Linked DNA regions of Mus musculus: all the other regions are linked to region 3. A link is a contact called in public Hi-C and HiChIP or PLAC-seq data. All regions are on one chromosome and are shown on one strand. The core of a region is the stretch at or near the end of the contact, and the rest is flanking DNA. Distances in the headings are between cores, read along the strand shown. Region 1 holds the start of Patj (PATJ, crumbs cell polarity complex component). Region 2 has its middle 20 kb from the start of Gm34053. Region 3 has its middle 82 kb from the start of Gm38709. Region 4 overlaps Gm12695 (predicted gene 12695).

Region 1 (2,700 bases), core at 158-2,657, 700 kb before region 3:
TGTCAGAGAGATATACAATATATTTTGGTCATTTCCACGTGCACACACATACACCCTGTTCCCCCTCTCTCATCCCCCTCCTTTTCCCACCTTCACCTAAGTTCACCTCCAGTTTTCCTGTCAACTGCTTTGCTATATTCCTTTTTCGAAAATTCCCTTGTTTTCCCTACAATGAATTTATGTTAGCTCCATACAAGCTCAATGGCTGCGGGTAGAACCAAGGGACGGGACACATCTAGTCAGTATGTGTGTGGTGCTAGATTAGATCCCCCTCCCCACCAGCCAATAATAATCAGTAAGTAGAGTTCATGAAGATGAAGTTCAATTCGAGTGACAACTTCATACAACTCAATTTTAAATCAAATCATTATTCTGATGACAAGTCCACTATATGCCACCAATAATAGCATCTAAATTAGGATGAATCCTTCCACATCCGCATTTATTAACGTTCAAAGTATCTTAAAATTTCATTAAACCTTATAAAGGCCGTTAGAGCCCTAAAATAGCAGGTCACAACTTCACCTCCCATTTTCTAACTCTGCAAAATAAATAGATTCCAGTTTTTATCCCACCTCTCCCTACCTCTCCCTAGAAATAAATGGTGGATTGGAAGCCAGGGGAAGGCTCGCAGACCTGGAATGTGGTCTAGCTGTCTCAAAGGAACTGAGATTATGCTAGATACCCGTAAGCTTCTTCATTGAAGACACAATCGTCGGACACGACGATGAGACCACAGGTTAGATGCAGGTTAAAGACAATCTAGAGAAATCAGGCCCAGCAAGGTGGGGCCTCTGGACCGCCGAGACAAACAAGTTCAAGAGGAATTCGAAGCAGAAGTGGAAAGAGTCCACAGGAGGCAAAGTACAAGGGAACAACAGTCCAGGGAAGATTCCAAGGAGGGGTGGGGCATTCGAAAGGTGGGAAAGATGTGCGTTCCAGAACTTGATTCCCAGCAGGAATCCATTAACTTTCCCAAAGACTTAAGAGCCACCTCCCCAGCTCAGCAGAGAGAGGCCGGAGGGACGCGAGGCCCACTCGAGGCCAGGTCGGTTCCTCTGCTCCCTCCCCTCCCTCCCACCGACCGCGGGGAGGCTCCGCCCCGCTGCGGGAGGCCGCGGGCCGCTAGATCCGCGAGCACGCGCGATCGCTGCGCTCGCAGGCCGGCCAGCCGGGCCTGGAAGTCCGCGCCTGGCTGGCTGGGTGGGTAGCAGGCCGCCGCTAGGCCTGCGAGCTGCCCAGGGCACTGCCCGTGGGCTCGGGACGCGGCTCCCGCGCGATCCCTGCTCGGTGCGCCGCGAGCGTTACCTGATCGGGCGACGGCGGGGTGGGAGCCCCGGGGCTGCGGGCACGGACGGCCTCCTCACCTGGCGGAAGTACAGCTGCTGCCCTCACCTGGACGGAAGTGCGGCCGCCTCCTCACCTGGGCCGCTCTCCACCTCGCCGGAGGCTGGGCGGGGCGGGGCGAACGGGGCTCGAGCCCCCGGGCGTCTGCGCGCCTGTGAAGGGTCCGGGGGACGAGTGGGGCGACCAGCCCTGGAGAGGAGGCCGGAGGCCTTTGCGTCCAGGTACAGAGTTGTGGGCCACCAGCGCTGACCCAAAACCGAGACCCCAAACAAACGACAAGTCCACTTAGCCCCTAGCCCGAGGCCCCTCTGATCCAGCCTTCTTGTGTCCCTTTTGTTTGCCAGATTTGCTGACTCAATGTAAAAGATCGTAAATGTCAATCTGTGTCCCAGTCATCCTAAGGGTAATTATGAGTGTCTTTCTTATTTAGAATTTTGATGATAAGCATTTACATTATTTAATATAGGCTACTCAAAGGCTAAAGAGAATCAATCATCAGATATCTTACTGAATAAATGTGCTATTAGGCACTGTGATTGACAGGGATGAGAGATAAAATGGTATCCTCAAAAGATGAATATAATACAAGCAACAGCAACACTAGGGCATTTGCTGGTTATGCGTTTGATACTTCATGGCTGTGTGATAATTTCAGGGAAATAACATTTGTTAGGCCTTGTAAGAAGGTATGTAATTTCCCCGCTAATGTAAGGAATAAAGAGAAGATATGCATTTTCATCTGTCCTGTTCAACATACTATTGGAAACTTATGCCAAAGCAAACAGCGGTCATGGCTGGGTGGTGGTGCACACCTCTAATCCCTATATGCTCTGGGGTTTCAAGTAGTATTGTGAATCCCTGTCTCAAAAAAAAAAAAAAAAAAAAAAAAAAAAAACACACTAAGAATAGAAATAAAGGGCACACTAATAGAAAAGAAGCAAGTAAAATGGCATTTGTGGATGTCAGTATTAAAGGTAGAAAATCAATGATGACTGGACAAGATGACTCAGTGGGTAAAGGAAGGTGCTGCCCAAGTCTGTTCGCCTGTGTTCAAGTTCTATCCCAGGAAGCCATATAGTGAAAAAACCACACCTACTACAGCAAGTTGTTCTTTGAGCTCCATATTCCCCCAGCACCCCCCCCCATGCCCTCTCACACACACAAATGTAAAAAAATAAATAAAACAAAAAAACCACATACAAGAGAGTTGCTGTGAGTTCAAAATCAGCCTAAGGTACAGAGTGAATTCAGGCCAGCCTGGACTACTGAAGTAGATATCAGGACGTACCTTGTCTCAAAAATAAATACACAGTACATGAATAAAATTTTAAAATCGGTAGCTTTTCATAACAA
Region 2 (2,700 bases), core at 22-2,521, 890 kb after region 3:
CACATGCAAGGATGCACACGCACACACACACACACACACACACACACACACACACACACACACACATTGATAAAAACATGGCCTAACTCCATAGATTGTAACAATGCTCCTTTATTATTGGCATGTTTTAGTATAGTTATTCAAGAAGTAGAAATCGGAAAGATAAAAACAGAATCTCTACCTATCACTGGGGTGGGAATGGGGATTTTCACTTTGACTTTTAAAGACTCTAAACTATACTTGCTTCAAAGTGAAAAAATTTAAAAAGAAAATCAGAGAAACGCTGAATGTTAATTAGAGAAAGATACAAAGTTCAGCAAGACACTAGATCAGAAACCAAACCTAAGAAAGAGTCAAAACACAAGTCAGAGATACAAGAGGAAACCCACAGGCATCCAAAGACAGTGAAATGAAGCACATGTAAAATCATCCGTTACAGCCTAAAAATATCTCGCCTGGTTTCTACTCTATTGAGAACAAATATAACAGAGCCAAGCCAGGCCAATGATTACAGGAGAAGCAAGCACATAGGAGCACGTAAAAAGAAAGAGACGGGGCATTATATAATGAGTGGGGGAGAAGACAGAACAGCATCCAGGGAAACCATACCAAACATGGATCAGTCATTGCAATGTGTGTGGTTTTACATTTGTCCTGGGGCTTGCCCTGAGCAAGCTCGAATAGCATATTTAGCTTTCTTGCAGAGTAGAGATCATTTTCTTATTTATTCAATCCTCAGAAAGGTTAATTATGCTTATGACTGTGGTTGGAAAACAATTCTTAGAAAATGCTTGGGTAACAACAGGTTGGCAGTGTATGGAAACCATCTGCTTCCCACAAATGTTAAGGTAAACTTTCAAACTTATGGGGTTAGCAGTTACAGATTGTAGAGTAGTTTAGTGGAGTGCAAATACATGCTGTGTTGATGTTGACTTTCTGACTTTTGACATCAAGCCTAAAAGATGAACCATGTTATAAGAAGAGTGGTCTCTGGGCATATCAAAACTTTAAGTCATCTTTGCTTGCACATATTAAGGGTAACAGAACAAGAACATTACACAAGGGAATAGAGTATTTATACTGAATGTCTTCTAAGTAAATTAAGCTGCTCTGGTTTGCTCTTACCCTGACCTACTAATGGGAACAGGATCATAGAGGGAGGATTTGTTTCTTATAAAAATATTCAGTTTATTCTACAAAAGAACATAAAATGCTGCTCCCCTGACCCCATGGTGTGAGCTGCTCTCAAGGGCTGCAATTGCCTTGGTACCAGCTGCTTCGTCATAGATCTGTCCTCTCCTCCTCCCTGAACTGCAAGGATTCTTATCTCCCCACCTCCACTTGGGAGGGTGGGGAGAAATGGAAATGGCTAATGTTCTCCAGGCTTAGCAAATGCTGCAAGGGAAGCTAATCAATCACTTTAGGGTGCTTCTCAAGGAGACACATTTCTGTGAAAATCACCAGCTGAAACTTAGAGGGAGCAGTTTAAGTATAGAGAAATTCAGAATTATGAATGTCAGTGAGGAGTGGACAGAAATCATATTTGCTAATGAAAGTGAAAAATAGAATTAGTCCCTTGTATTTCCAGCTTGCATAGCAACATCTTATTTTGCATAGACTCTGGATGCTTTATGGCCTGTACATATTGAAGAATGCCTGTTAAGATATCTTTACTACATCTAGCACAAACCCAGGAACGGAGTTTATTGGGGCAGTGAGGAAAGAAAAAAAGACAGACAGAGGAACACAAAGACAAAACCTGGAGTTGGGTGCACTGGTCCCTCTGATGGAAAAACCACAGCACCCCAGCTGTTCAGTATGCTTATTATATAAGGTGTTCAGTATGTTTATTACATAAGGTGTTCAGTATACTTATTATATAAGGTGTTCAGTATGTTTATTATATAAGGTGTTCAGTATGCTGTTTATTATATAAGGGTTACTGTGTAGAGGTGAATGAGGAGGCGGGATTTAGGGTATACAGATGAACAAGGAAGCAGCGTTTATGATAAACAGCTGGATCAAGGAGAGCTATTTAGCTAGTCTTAGTACGAGCAGTCTCAGCAGGAGAGAAGTTTTCAGGTTGTAAATATTTTGGGGAAGAAAATAATGGTGTACATTTTCTTCACACATTATCAACATCCACACCTGGACCAAAAGGGAAGGCTTTGGCATTTCTGTCTGGGCATTAGGCTAGGGTCCTTGTCATGGTCAAGGCAATGTCAGCAGCACGCATACACTCCCTCTGGATGCGTTTTACATTCACATTGGTTAAAGTTTTAGGTAATCCTAGATCTGTATGTGATTAACTCTTTCTATACAGCATTCTCATCATACCTGAGTAGTTTTGATTCTTGTAGTAAAGGCTGGACATATAGGAAAACAACCATGCTACTCATCTTAGTTTATGTAGATGAAGATTATATAGGGATGGTTATAAATAATGGCTCAAAGAGGAAATTATATTCTAATTACAGTGTGATAGGTTAAAAGCCCAGAACACATAATCATAAATTTATTTGAGTAAAGACTACAGAGGAGATTCTATATACACAAAATTGTGCTGGGTACTTAAACTCTTCAAATATTAAGTTCCTATAATTTAAAACTCAAAAGATCACTGGACTATGATTCACAGAGAATTTCTATAAAGGTGAGATGGCTGTCAACCTAGAAGGCAACGTAGTATTCCTGTCTTTT
Region 3 (2,700 bases), core at 14-2,513:
GTCAGAATGATTTGTTCAAAGTGATCACTGTTTAATGGAACAATGTTAACTCCCTTAACCATAGTGTCTCTTTTTATGACTTAATGTTACACTTATTTATTATGCACGTGTGTGGGAGGGGTGGCTGTGAATGTGGTATGTGTATGTGTGTGTATGTCAGAGTACAACTTTCTTACAAGCTCAGATGTGGAGAGAGACCTGCTTTCAATTAGATTTATCCCCCGCCCCCCCAAAAAAACGTGTGGGAGTGACTTCTCTCCATGTACCACATGTTTTCTAGAGATGGAACCCAGGTTGTCAGACTTGGCGGCAAGCACTTCAGCTGGCTGAGCCATCTCACTAACCCACTTTCAATGACTTTTATAACAATTTAGTGGCTTCCCTCCCAAGGACCTTCAGTTGTTTTGTACGAAATACTGGCAGCCCTGATCCCGACACTGGGATCGTACAGTGGAGTGATTGACTGAGCTGGGATACAGCATAACCCAGTCCCTCCATCTCATTTTCAGTTCTTCTTTCCTACTGAGCTTGGGATCCGAGTGTTCACTGAACTATTACCATCCTGAATGACGTCACTCATACGCATCTAAAATGTCATTCAAAAAGATGAGGGTTCTCAGCACAAGGGGGTGGGGTGGGGTGGGCGGACCTCCTGTCTCCTCTGAGACTCCCCAGCTTCACCTTCTCCAGGTCTCCCCTCGATCTAACACTGTGATACTGGACTGAATTCAATCATTTCTCATACCCCCATTACTGTCTGACCAAGATTTATGAGTAGGTAACTGTCTGTAGTAAGGCCATAGAGTATCTTTTGTGTTAGGGGCTAACCTTCTTGGTGACATTTAGAATTAAAGGGAAAGTATAAAAAAGTGTAATTTCTGTAGTACCAAACCAGGTAACATGACCGAGCCTGGCTAACAGTCCCGAGCCTCGGGTTTCCCCAGTGAGGACACTGGAAGCTTGGCACAAAGGACAAGTAATCTCAAAGGTTTGGTTCACAAATTAATTTTTTAAGGTGTCACATCCCTCTGTTGCCTCTGGGTGCCTTCTGAGTGACGTTTTCCAAACAGGAGTATGACAACAGCTCACACCTCTGAGGCCTTTATTGAATTATTTTTACACACCATTTAAAAACACTTTTTTCCCCCTTTGAGTAAATCTAATTGAAAGCAGACCTCTCCCCTCATCCGAGCGTGCAAACCGGAGATCACTGTGGGTGAGAGAATGAAATCATGGAAACTTTCCCATTTTAGTGGTGAGGTTTGGTCCCGCTCTTCCAGGGAGCACAGAGCACATGCTAACAGCCGTTCCTCACATGCACACAATAGGCAGAGACAATGCAGAGAAAGCATTGGCCAAACCTGAGCATGCAGCTTCTAGGCTGCCTGAGACATCCAGGAGGCACTTGTAGCTCTCCGTTGGGGACATCTAACACTGTGTCCCTGAGTCATCAGTCCACTTCCTAAAGCATCAGGGCTGCTGGCATGGGTCCCATGAAGTGAATCATAAAATAAGAAAGTCTAATAAATGTGAAAACATGACTTCCCTCAGCACAGGCAGCCTTGGCTTAGAAGTCAACACAGATTTATTGTACCAGACACTGTACTTGGTCCTTTAAAGAAGTCTGTAAAATGCTAAGGACTTCAGGGACTGGAATGTCTCTCTCCAGAAAGGCCAGAGTTGAGTTCTACTCAGAGAGCTGGCTTGGGTCTGGGCTTGGGTATTGATGAGACTGGCTTTGTAGCAAGAGAAACCAAACCAAGTTAAGTCATTGTGTTTAGAGGTAGACATTCAAGATCAATGACAGCCATGGAAACTGGAGCCTTATTATGCCAGGGCTCTATTTCCATTTTCTATTGGTATATTCAGAATGCCCTGGTCACCGGAAGAGGTCTCACTGTTGTTTATGAGCCCACCCAACAAGCACTGTAACGTCTCAGGAAGTATATTTTACTTGCACCAACTATTTGAATGCTGCCTTGGGAATGTGTTTATTCCAATCTGAACAGTTTCCTCAAGTCTCGTTGGCCTTCTCTCTACAATTTTAAAACGGCCCAATGTGGGCACACACTTGCATTGCACAGCAGGGATAACTATGGGTTTCTCTTGAGTTATCACTGCGGTATATTTCTAAAGTAAAGCTGACTATAGTGAGAGAAAGCAGTGTTAAGAGCCTGCACATTAAATGCCCCTCAGTGGTCCATGTATTAAAGACTTGTTCCTCCAGTGTGGCACTGAACTTGTTCCTCCAGTGTGGCACTGAACTTGTTCCTCCAGTGTGGCACTGAACTTGTTCCTCCAGTGTGGCACTGAACTTGTTCCTCCAGTGTGGCACTGCTTTGAGGCAGTGTAACTTTAAGAGGTTGAGTTTATGGGGAGATCCATAGGGCACTGGAAATGTCCCTTTAAATGGGGTACATCATCCCCTTCTATATCTTTACTTCTTTACCATGAGGTGGGCAGCTCCCAATGTGCTGTGCTGTACTTCTATAGACAAAAACAATGGGACCAATTATACACAGAAACCCCCAAAGCTATGATGTAAAGCATACCTCTTGTGTTTCTGAGTTGGTTATCTCTGGTTTTTTTTTTTTTTTTTTTGTTACAGTGATAAAACACCAACTGTGGGGGCCTTTGGGAGCAATTATCATTATATTCATTAATAAATATAAGTGGCATACTTCTCACAGATATGCACCG
Region 4 (2,700 bases), core at 89-2,588, 970 kb after region 3:
ATTATGGAAAAGGAATGAAAGGAAATTTAGAAAGACCTGAAATTATTAATTTAAGCTATCTGAATAATAAAATATTCACTAAAACGGTATTAATGACTCCAGAGCTGGGTTAGAGGCTAGACCAGGAAGAAATCCAGAAAGACTGAGCTTCTACCCTCAAGGATAGACTTCTAAGCAAACCACAGAATAGCAGTAGTTAACAGCATTACAGAGGAAGGGTAAAGAGGTGATACGTAATAAAGTTTTATGATCGAAGGAAGAATTGAAAATTAAGTAGTCCAAAGGAAAGACATAAGGTGCTTAGTTACTATTAAATATGAGAAAGGAGTTCTAATGGACCATGTCTTTAAAAAAAATCTAGAAAGAATGAATTCTGGATAATTTTATTAAGAGAAATGGTAAATATTTGAGATGATATTAAATTATACAGAGTTTATTTTTATTGGAATATCACATGGTACTACATAAAATGTATCAATTAAAATTTGTAATATAAAACGAAACAAACATGAGAGAAGGCTTAGCGTGTAATGAGCTGAAGTACCAGAGACTGTATTGGGAGACAGAGCTGGAATTGAAGCATGATATGAAGAATGCTTTGGTGGCTTCATCAAGCCATTCTAAGTTGAAGCCATCTTCTCCAAATGTTAGGAATTGAGCTGACTCTTGACAGGGAAAAGGATAAACAGGACAGGCACAGAAGTATACATTTGGTCATTAGACACATGGTGAAGTTGAGCCTTAACTGTGATCCTGGGAGTTAGCATAAGGCATCCTTCTCTACCAAAATCCACAAAATAAGTACAAGCAGGAAGGTCATCATGAAAGCTGAGATAAATCATGTAGGGAAGATTTCTATGGTGAAGAAGAGAGATTAAAAGGTTATTGAAGTAACCCTGAGCCTCCATATACCAAGTGAAAGGAAAACCATTCCTAAATAACATGTTAAGTCATCATAATGTATCCTGGATCTTAAACCTAGTTGCTAAGAAACTCCCCAAAGATTTGGACCTTTCTAATAGGAATAAAACAGTCTGAGAAAACATGTAGTTTTTGTTGAATTTGGGGACAGATTCTGATGGCTTTGAGATGCCTTTTTTTTCATGCCCCCTTCACTGTTTATGCCTGTTTTCTCCGTTTCTATGAAGTTTGCTAGTTGCTCAACAGCCAAAGAATATATCAGCCAGATCTGGGAACATCTACAACTGTCTAATGGGAAAGAGGATTAGCTAAGGTCACGCTGTTTGTTCATTAGCCACAGTATTTCACAGACCATGAAGGCCTTTTCTAGATGTAGAGCTGACAACACCTGCTCTGCCCACAGATGACTCACTGTTCTTTATTATGTGCAAGGAGCTAAGTAGGCCAGTGCATTCCCTATCCAGGCTCCAGCAGACCATCCATCATCAAATCAGTGTTTCTGGGAACTTACTGGGCTTATTCTCTAATGGGGATTGTGAAGAAAATAGCCTTAAAGAGAAGGAACAAGGAATGACAAGTATTCTAAAGAAAGAAAGTGTCTGAAACAAATGGCTGAGTAAATGATATACCAAGAATTCACCCAAAGAGCCAAAGTCTAAACAGAAAATATAAAGTCCAAAGAGGCAGAATGCCTTAAAAGACACGGGCTTAAACATTGTATTCTTTTCATTTCTAAATTTGCACATTGGCAAGACTGACGGCTTAGTACCCTTCTTTGCAGAGGAAGAACTCAAACTCAAAATGATGAGGTTCGCAGGAATTAGATCCATGATTCAAACCTAGATCTCCCAGACTTCTCACTATATCTGCTACTAGAAGGAGAATGAGGTTTTGCTTACTTTAGATCAGAAGATATTGATTCTACTCCAGAGTCTTATCAGTTAGGTTTTCATACTATTAAAGCTGTTCAGAATGACCTTCTGAAGAACAGTGCCTCTCACAATGACCTGCATCTTCCTAAATCAATTAACAATCCAGACAATCTCCAAAGAAAGGCCTAAGGGCCAACATGATCTGGATAATTCCTAACTGTGACTCTTCCAACGAGATCCTAGGATGTGTCTAGGTGGAAGTTAAATAATAAGGACACGTGGGATGTAAATTACATCTTTTAAAAATGTCGGGACACTCTTTTGGCTGTTTATGACATAGATCTTCACAGTTCAAAGAACGAAATTAGCAGACTCTATGACTCACATTTAAACTCTTACCCTCATTTTATAATATGATATAGTAGTTAACTTTATAGTTAACTATTTAATTTAAATAATTTAAGCAAGTGATTGAACCACTCTAGAACTCAGTTTCTCCCTATGTGAAGTGGGTAATGATAAGAAGCAAATGAATATTGTACAATGCTTGGGATGGAGTGTGAGGCATAGGCTATATTTGTAGGTAAATAGTTGTTATTGTAAAGATTGTTTCATTTCAGTTAATCTTTTGCATAACTTAACTTCTCCATGGGTTGGAGAACTTCTATAGGCAAGAGATTGTTCCTCTGTGTTCCCAAGTACAGCATCTAACATGTCTAAGCTCAAATTTCAGGCTTATAAAGCAGTTAGTGATCATTAGTGATGCTGCAATCTACACTTATAGTTCTCCCTCCAGCTATTTTAACACCTAACCTCCATGTAGAAAGCATGCTGACATTGTTATCATTGAGACAGATGACATGAGGATGACAGAATGCTTGCTGTGGATCCACAGATATATCACACA

What was found. Hi-C and Micro-C count contacts between places; a contact is called where the count stands out from the background. HiChIP or PLAC-seq counts read pairs in DNA pulled down with a chosen protein or histone mark.
Region 1: an H3K4me3 HiChIP or PLAC-seq map of embryonic forebrain shows a contact between it and region 3, with 4 times the contacts expected there. The contact joins the promoter of Patj here to the enhancer-like site in region 3. A contact is called at or near these places in 7 of 39 promoter capture datasets (the C10 cell line, cranial neural crest, hematopoietic stem and progenitor cells and 4 more), 10 of 115 datasets of contacts at active chromatin or transcription factors (astrocytes, bone marrow-derived dendritic cells, bone marrow-derived macrophages and 7 more) and 1 of 9 other capture datasets (adipose tissue).
Region 2: a Hi-C map of uterus shows a contact between it and region 3, with 4 times the contacts expected there. The contact joins two enhancer-like sites. A contact is called at or near these places in 2 of 39 promoter capture datasets (liver and maxillary cranial neural crest) and 2 of 484 Hi-C or Micro-C datasets (both in uterus).
Region 4: a Hi-C map of uterus shows a contact between it and region 3, with 2.9 times the contacts expected there. The contact joins two enhancer-like sites. A contact is called at or near these places in 3 of 484 Hi-C or Micro-C datasets (all in uterus) and 2 of 115 datasets of contacts at active chromatin or transcription factors (fibro-adipogenic progenitors and stem cell-derived neural progenitor cells).

The regions. Positions count from the first base shown.
Region 1 is chr4:98,394,533-98,397,232 of GRCm38.p6, reverse strand. It overlaps Patj (PATJ, crumbs cell polarity complex component), which reads right to left and starts at 1,407. Exons shown (of 44, transcript NM_172696.2): 1 at 1,309-1,407.
Region 2 is chr4:96,805,527-96,808,226 of GRCm38.p6, reverse strand. No RefSeq gene overlaps it. Among named protein-coding and RNA genes, the nearest start is that of Gm34053, 20 kb to the right of the region's middle. Within about 2 kb of position 1,271, at least 3 of the 459 cell types and tissues checked have an H3K27ac peak or open chromatin away from gene starts, as enhancers often do. A contact at or near this core is called in uterus, where this site is marked.
Region 3 is chr4:97,694,389-97,697,088 of GRCm38.p6, reverse strand. It overlaps a transcript of Nfia not described here. Among named protein-coding and RNA genes, the nearest start is that of Gm38709, 82 kb to the left of the region's middle. Within about 2 kb of position 1,263, at least 36 of the 459 cell types and tissues checked have an H3K27ac peak or open chromatin away from gene starts, as enhancers often do. A contact at or near this core is called in adipose tissue, fibro-adipogenic progenitors and uterus, where this site is marked.
Region 4 is chr4:96,724,484-96,727,183 of GRCm38.p6, reverse strand. The region is part of intron 11 of Gm12695 (predicted gene 12695); the gene reads left to right. Among named protein-coding and RNA genes, the nearest start is that of Gm12695, 61 kb to the left of the region's middle. Within about 2 kb of position 1,338, at least 31 of the 459 cell types and tissues checked have an H3K27ac peak or open chromatin away from gene starts, as enhancers often do. A contact at or near this core is called in fibro-adipogenic progenitors and uterus, where this site is marked.